Linked DNA regions of Sus scrofa: regions 1 and 2 are each linked to region 3. Evidence: chromatin contacts called from public Hi-C and HiChIP or PLAC-seq data. All regions are on one chromosome and are shown on one strand. The core of a region is the stretch at or near the end of the contact, and the rest is flanking DNA. Distances in the headings are between cores, read along the strand shown.

What was found. A called contact is a pair of places that touch in the nucleus more often than the background predicts. HiChIP or PLAC-seq counts read pairs in DNA pulled down with a chosen protein or histone mark.
Region 1: an H3K27ac HiChIP or PLAC-seq map of skeletal muscle shows a contact between it and region 3. The contact joins two enhancer-like sites. A contact is called at or near these places in 1 of 47 Hi-C or Micro-C datasets (skeletal muscle) and 1 of 2 datasets of contacts at active chromatin or transcription factors (skeletal muscle).
Region 2: a Hi-C map of skeletal muscle shows a contact between it and region 3, with 11 times the contacts expected there. The contact joins two enhancer-like sites. A contact is called at or near these places in 1 of 47 Hi-C or Micro-C datasets (skeletal muscle) and 1 of 2 datasets of contacts at active chromatin or transcription factors (skeletal muscle).

Annotation. Positions count from the first base shown.
Region 1 is chr1:5,925,198-5,927,897 of Sscrofa11.1, reverse strand. All of the region lies in intron 3 of PRKN (parkin RBR E3 ubiquitin protein ligase), which reads right to left. Among named protein-coding and RNA genes, the nearest start is that of PRKN, 230 kb to the right of the region's middle. Within about 2 kb of position 1,312, at least 1 of the 83 cell types and tissues checked has an H3K27ac peak or open chromatin away from gene starts, as enhancers often do. A contact at or near this core is called in skeletal muscle, where this site is marked.
Region 2 is chr1:5,865,511-5,868,210 of Sscrofa11.1, reverse strand. The region is part of intron 2 of PRKN (parkin RBR E3 ubiquitin protein ligase); the gene reads right to left. Among named protein-coding and RNA genes, the nearest start is that of PRKN, 170 kb to the right of the region's middle. Within about 2 kb of position 1,385, at least 7 of the 83 cell types and tissues checked have an H3K27ac peak or open chromatin away from gene starts, as enhancers often do. A contact at or near this core is called in skeletal muscle, where this site is marked.
Region 3 is chr1:6,068,155-6,070,854 of Sscrofa11.1, reverse strand. It overlaps PRKN (parkin RBR E3 ubiquitin protein ligase), which reads right to left. Exons shown (of 11, transcript NM_001044603.2): 4 at 2,140-2,223. Among named protein-coding and RNA genes, the nearest start is that of PRKN, 370 kb to the right of the region's middle. Within about 2 kb of position 1,429, at least 3 of the 83 cell types and tissues checked have an H3K27ac peak or open chromatin away from gene starts, as enhancers often do. A contact at or near this core is called in skeletal muscle, where this site is marked.

The DNA of each region.
Region 1 (2,700 bases), core at 63-2,562, 140 kb after region 3:
CTACAAGAGCTGGAGCTCAGAGCCACATCTGACTATACCTATATCTATCTATCTAATCTCTTCCTTACCAGAAGGCTCACTCTGTACCCCCACACTTATAATTTAACGACAGGACAGACGGTGGAAGGAACCCTGGCTATCGACATTCTAACCTTGAATTTGGCAGGAGAAGGCGAGAGGGAAAATCATCTTTAAGCCTCTCAGTGCTATTTCTTATTCCAATATGAATTCCTTCTTTAATGTCTAGTTAGTCTAAAAACAGTATAGAGTCTACACAACTTGGAAAACCTTATTTTTCCTGCCCACTTTTCTAGAATAAAAAAAAAAATCTGAGTATATGATTTGCTCATCATTCGATTTTCCACACAAATGAGGGAAACAGTGGTGACATACGTTATTCTAAAGCTTTAATTTTATGGCTCAAGAACACAATCGGAAACGTACATGCCTGGACAAAGCGACCTTCCTCTGTGTTCGATCCTGTGTCATTTCTGTGTGGACATAAGTGGACAATCTCTGAAGAGGCAGCCGAAAACTGGATGCATGCCATGTTCTTCCAATCAGTCGCAGCTCACTATTTTCCAGTGAGCGTTCCTTTCGGTAAAGGCTCTTTCGGTTAATGGAAACCTTGGTCAAGGTCACCATGAATTGAAGAAGATCATTTGATTTGGAGACGGAAGAAGATTTAGTGTCTCTGTAAGCGGATTCTCGACTTACCCTCAAGGTCAGGCCACAACTTCAGGCCTCAGTGTCCCCATTCTCAACACTGTGACAGAGACGATTGTACGTCTTCTTTGCCAATCTATTATAAGTCCCACATTAAACAGGAAACATACAACAATTAAACCTTCAGATATTATCTGTGAAAGGTGGCCCATTATCTCATATGTAAAACTTGAGAGTCTTGAGAAAATACTGGAATTATGAATAAATCCCAAACAAAAAAATAATTAAGAGGTTATTGGCAGTAAGATCCATGAAAGGCATGGGGCTTATTGCAGACTTACTTCTTCAGACCAGAAAAAAAAAAAATGTTTTAAAAAATAACCCAGGTGGCGAAGAACATTCCAATTTTTCTCCTTGTATATAAAAAGCTCCTTGCAAAACATCAGGGAAACTACAATCTGTTCCCCAAACGAGTCAACTACGCATCATCCTGTTTCTTTCTTTTTTTCTTTTTTTTCCTTTTTTTCCTGACCAGAGTTGTAGATCTTTATAAAGTTTGGGAAAATGAAACCTCACAGTTGTCTTTTCTCTAAATAGAAACCCTTCCTCTTAGCAAAGTTCAGCACCTGCTCCATCACAGCCAAGACTTAACTTGTAGACCAGCTGGCAGTGTGATTAGTCAGCTGCTCCACAGAGATATTATTTGGAACTACTACTGAGTGAGTATTTTTTGCTATTAAAAAAATTGATATGCCTGGTCTATTCAATTGCTGGGAACCAGTTATGCTACATTGAGTAACTGTACTAAAACTCTGGATTCAGTCCATAATCTTTCAATCAGCTTTGATTCCATTTTCTTTAAACCCTTAAGCATATTTTTGTAAGAGCATTTTTGAATGATATTTTAAATATGAGGGAAGGAGTTGGATAATAGAACATTTATTACCAGATTTGTATAGCAAGCAATCTATCCTAAAAAAGACCAGTGCTTTGCAGAAACACCGAAAAGACTTTTCAGTCCTGGAGCCAACATCTACCTGTTAACCACGTGACTTTGGGCTCATTTCTTAACTTTGTGGTGACTCTAAGCAAAAAACACTGGATAATAATATCTACTTTACAGGTCTGTCCTGAGAATTAGACAAAAATACAAGTACCAGAATATAAATGTAAGGAAAGACGTCGAGTCTAGTACAACAATTATAATTGCTATGCTTAATAAGATTATTAAGTGCCAAATAGAATTTCTAAAGGTTGTGAATCTGTTGAGTCAGTGTGTCAAAGTTCAAATACAGATGCCATCTGCTACGGACAAGGTACCGTGCGAGGTGCTGGAAATAAGAAAGGGACTCCAACTGACAGGCTGTCTGATCTTAGGAGGCTTACAGATGCTTGGACTATAGACAGGCAGCGGCACAGAATGTAGAACAGAAATGCAATGACATCTACAATCATACAGGTGAACTTTGGCCTATGAGGGGAGGAATGGCCAGATAGTTCTACAAAAACTTAAGAGGGGAGTGAACAATGTGCAGAGTGAAAAACAAGGTAGGGAAATAAAAGCCTGGGTTTAATAATCAAACGTGGAGCTGACACTGTCAGCTGTGAAGGGACAAAGTCCAGGGTGGTCCTGGGAGTGGGCATCTGAGATGTGGCTGAGCTGCGGCCACTGCATGGCCGAGATCATCCCTCCAAGGAAGCCCTGGTCCAGGTGAGCAGGTGACCTGACTCCACCATGGAGCTCGGAGCTTCTCTGAAGGGAGTTGACCAAAGGCTGGCTGATGCCACAGTAAAGCACATATAAGTGTCTCCATGCATATGTGTATATGTAAATATACAAAATAACTACGTGAATATTAATGATAGTAATGGTAGCCAAATGACGATAATTTTAAGATTTCTAAGTATGCATGTTCCAGCTATCTTTCAAAGTGCTTTTCATATATTAACGAATTTTCACAACAAACAAAAAATAGATACCCTCATGCCAGCTAACAGATGGCAGTGTAATGAAGTAACGTAAGCAATGTAATG
Region 2 (2,700 bases), core at 136-2,635, 200 kb after region 3:
AAAATATGGAATAGATGATCCTACCTAAAAAACAGAAACAGACCATGGCCAAGGAGAGCAGACTTGGGGTTCCCAGGGGGGAAAGGAGAGGAAGTGGGAGGGATGGGCATTTTGGGGTTTTTTTTTGGATGCAAACTGTTGTATTTGGAATGGATAGGCAATGGGGCCCTACCGTACGGCACAGGGAAAAGTATGTGATTGGGTCATGCTGCTTTACAACAGAACTTGAAGAAACATTATAAATCAACTATATTTTAATAATAAAAATAAAAGAAATAAAAATAAATGACTACCTTCCCCCCAAAAAGTTAGAGCATTAACATTCCAAGAATCAGAGTGTAATAACACACCTCTAATACCAAAGGTAGTGAATTTAGTTTTATCTTTTGGGGTTGAGGAAACACTTTTAAGATCTTACAGAAGTTCAGAAATATCATTTGGAAAATTAATTATGATTCAATAGATTTAGAAGGTGTAGGAGATTGGGCTGGATTCTGCGTATTACCTAAAAAGTGAATTAAAAATGAAGGTCCAGAGAGTATACTTGTCCTGAGGGTTTCAATTTCTTTTATAAAATGGACATTTTGCACACTCCCATAGGTGGAACAAAGATTCCTGAATTAGATGTAAATTTTTTGGAAGCTCTGAGTCTTACAAAACAACACCTTCAATACATGTTTCACAAAATTTACAAAGTTTTAAAAGAGGTTATTACAGAAAGTCGACTTTTACCACTCCATGTGTAATTTTTTCTTTATCTTCCTTCTAACCAAATCAAGAAAATGGAATACTGCCTGCACTTCTGGCATGCTCCATTAATTAGAATGCTTGGACGAGTCCCACAATGGACCTTACCAGCTGGAAATATCCTGCCTCGGGTCAAGTGCAAATCTTGCCATCTTGGCACTTGTCCTGCATCCTCCAGAAGGCTTCAGGGCTCCAAGGGCAAAAATGTAAATTCTCTACCGTCCTGGGGCCTGAGGCCCCCAGGAGAGGGGCACACGCACATCACACACTGTAGAGGCCTTGTATGGAGAGCACACGGTCACAGAGACCTCATGTAGTCTAAGCCGAAAATTCCCTACCCTTTTAGTCACAGTATGACTCTGCAGAGGGGACATTAGGAAAATCGAAACATCCTGGGGCAACCGGCAAGCACCCACTGAACCTTAGTGATTTTAACATCGTCACTTTCCACCATTCTCCCCCACAGATCCTTCCTTACTAACTTCTTATGTTTTAAAACAAACAAACAACAACAGCAACCAAGGACACTTCCCACAGAGTCACATGTGCCAAGCCAGGCACTGAAAGAAGCAGAGTGAGAAGGTCAGCCTCGGTCAGTCTTGCCCATTTCCGGCATAAGCTCACCCACCCAGCCAACTAGGAGACATTGCTGAGGTCAGCTGCTCACACACACAGCATCTTCCTCCCTGTAATCCTGTCACCCATAGAAGGACACACTGGCACTCCTTCCAGCTTTACGCAACTGCATGTCTCTTATGCATTTAAGGAAAAAAAAAAAAATGCACCATATGCAGAACGCTTTCTTAAACACCAGCAGAGAAAGTAAGATGTGACTGACAGTTTTCGGAGCTGTTTTTTGTCACGGAGACTTTGGGCACTCAGAGCTCCCCACAAAGATCTTTCGGATGCCACGAATCCTCTGCAGCCGTAACATAATCCAGCCAGGGCTCGCTCTCTCTGAACATTCCACAGGCTCCCCTACCTCTCAGGGTGTGACCGACCTCTTCCCCGTCCTCCTCCAAGCCCCCAACAGCGACAAATTCTTCTTATCTTTTAGAGCCCACCTAGGATGCCTGTCTAGCCTCCCCTCCTCTAAGTCCCCATATTACACTGATTTACGATCTTGATCTTCCCATTAACCCTTGCATATCCTGTTATCAAGAAGTTCTTTGAAGTTCTGACCCACACTATAACACAAGCGGATATGAAAGACATCAGGCTAAGTGAAATAAGCCAGGCACAAAAAGACATACAGAGTATGATTCCACTTATATAAAGTATCTACAGTAGTCCAGTTCATAGAGATGAAAAGTAGAACTGTGGCGCCAGGGGCTGCAGGCCAGGGAAACAGAGAGCAGTTAATGGCTACCAGGCTTCAGTTTTGCAAAATGGAAAACTTTTGGAAATTGATTGCATAACAGTGTGAATATCCTGGCGTTTCCTGGTTGCCTAAGTGGTTAAAGATCTGGCATTGTCACTGCAGTAGCTTGGGTTTGATCCCTGGCCTGGAAACTTCTGTATGCTGTAGGCACAGCCAAAAAAAAAAAAAAAGTGAATATCCTTAACACTGCTGAATTGTACACTTAGAAATGGTTAAAATGGTAAATTTTATGTTTTGTGTTCTTTTACCATAATAATAACAATAATAATAAAAAGTACTCAGAAGACGGCTGAAAATACCAAACGAGACAGCTATTTATTTAACACCTGTGCCATTCTGTGTGGAGTGCTTGATCATCTCTAACTCCCTGCTTATCAGGTTCTGACTTCCGTAGGCTTAGCACTGTTGCTGGTTCTCTGCACACCCCGTGGCACACAGCACGTGCTCTCCTCATGCAGTTACGGACCATTTGTCCCCACCACATGTGATGAACTTGTAAGAGTTGAAGAGTTGTAAGAGTCATTTTACATGTTGAATAAAACTTCGGCAGTATGATAACACATCCAGTACCA
Region 3 (2,700 bases), core at 180-2,679:
CTTTTGTTTTTAATCATTTGTTATGTGCGCTTTCATTTTTTACACACATTAAGCATCCTTGCAGTCTCTCCCGGACAACTTCCATCTCTGCATTCTGCGTGTGTTTGAACGCTGCTTGCTCCCATTCCCAATGGCAGGCTCCCATCTGTGATATTTCTGATGGTTAGTTTATGCTCCATGAAACTTTATCTTTTATAATCTTAGGACTCATTAGAGAGCCCAGGCCTTTCTGGGAGGATCTGGTTTAGCTGCAGCCCAGTTCCTGACACTGTCAATTCATGACCACGTGAAACAACATTCTAGACTCAAGACTAGGCAGTTGCACACAGCGGGAGTGAAACATGGCCCCAAACTCAAGTGAAGATCGGTTTATGATTACAGATGCTTAGGAGTCACATTTCTACCTAGAGTGAAAACAGAAGAGGCAACTACGCCTCACACTTGCTCCTAAGAGGGAATCATGTTCCATGACGCTGCTTTATGTAGAATTCTATGGTTTAATTTTCAACCTCGACAAGGCCCGAAACTCATCAGCACTCTCCAGTGTTTGCCGAGTCTGAGTCTCTAACTCTCATGGTCAGCTTACAGAATGTTCTCTTTGGAGTCCAGCCTTCCCTTTTTGGCACATAAACTTCTCCTTACTGTGTTTCAGCACAGCTGTTCTTTTAAAAATATGTGTTCGTAATTTCATCCAGTAAAAGCGTTATATAGTGTGCACTGCAAGGATTTTTTAGAGGATGTCGGTTCACTTTGCTGTCAGAAATATAAATTAATTTATCCTAAACTTTATGTATCAATACATAAGGTAGGTGGGATATTCAACAAGTAAAGAACCCCACTTAACACAGTATTTCTCTTTGGCTGGTTTGAAGCTACATCCTTAAAGATGGAAGATTGTCTATTCTGCTATGCTGCATCCTTCCAATTAATATGAAGGTACACAGAGCGAGACAGTCAAAGACTGAAGTAGATTTTCAAAAGACCTCCCATTGCTGTAAAGATGCTATGGAGATTGCAACGTTATACATACAGAGGATGTGAATTATTATTCAGTGTAGTTGTATCTACATAGCATGTATGCTATGACATAAACATATTATATTTGTAGCTATATAAAATTCTACTTAAGGATTCTGCCTATAAAATATATACACTTTAATTTCATCCCTGCAGCCCACTTGCAAGACTGTATTATGCCTTAATATCTGTGAGTGACATACAAGTCATTAGTGTTCCTTAGGATTTGCATGAATAAAAATCTGTTCAGTGTCCCTAGTCCCATTTGATGCAGGGTGATTGTTAGGGCTGTTCACTGTCATCTCCGAGGCCTTAGAAGGATCCACAGACGGGAGAAAGAAGGCAGGTCTAACGATCCTGCTCAAACACTCTACCTGTTGCTACCGACAGACTCTGTTCCTCAGAGAAGGTATTAACTGCCAGCTGGCTGTGACAGTTTGTAAGTTAACACTGGCATTTGTGTTGGCGCCATAACGGTATTTACAGCTCAGAAAACACATACAGCCAGATTAGGATGGACCCAAGGATTTTCAAAGTAGAAACTCTAACAATAGGCAAATTACAGACATGACCGTAATGATACAATTATTTTAAGAAGAACGTTAGTACTTAGGGAACCATTCGACAAATAGCTTCTCTGTGTGAAATAGACGGCATGTGTTTGCAAAGAGAAAGGTGATCGCAGGGAACAGACAATGGCGGTTCTGTTTAGAGCTGGTCACCCACTCTACGTTTCTCTAACAAGAGCAATTCTGAAAGGTATGGACTGTAAACGCAAAATATCACAGCTTTAGGAAAAAGATGAACCTTATAGCTTGGTTCTTTTCTTTCGCCAGACTCTGAACTGGTACTTCTTTACACTCCATGACTATCAGCTCATGAGGAATTTAAATTATCATGTTTTAACATAGTTACCAAAAGAGGTTACGTCTTTAGGAAAGTGCCTCTGGAAGGAAATGGTGCAGGTAAAATTTTTGGTAATATTATGAACGGTTTCGAATGAACACTTTTTGTAAATATAGTCAGATTGGAAAAAAAGTCAACTAGCAATTGGTTTCTATTTTAATTTCCCAAAAACACTGGCGATGCCGTAATGGAAGGACGGATTTGACCAGTACTTACTGCTGTGGTCCCAGGGCAGTTTGGAGACTGGCACTCACCACTCATCCGGTTTGGGATCAAGACATCGTCCCAGCAAGAAGGACCCTGTGAGAAGGAAGGAAAACAGCATATACTTGGTGCTCAGACTGTAACACCCACATCTTCCCTAATACATTTGCTAAGATCTACTTATGTGATAAAACACTAACGAAAGTAAGATGGCATCCGCCAAGTCTTCAAAATATGATTCACCGGGATTCTCAGGACCCTTTTGGGGGATCTAGTAGGTCAAAATCATCTTCATGAATGAACTGAGATGCTGTTCGGCCACTGCTCCAAACATCTATCGCATGCACGCGTAGTAGTTTCCCCAATGCAGTTACATTTTATTCTTTAAAACCCTAAGGGAATAATTTTCTTATGTTCACTGCTATTTCGAGGGATGACTTTTCGATGAAAACACAAGTGCAGGTTATATGCAAAAGCACTCTCTGTGGGCAGCAAGGGGAACGCGGAGGCCCGCCTGGAGGCCCGGCTGCTGCAGGTGGCCAGCTAAGCAGACGTCTTCATTTCCTCTCCCTC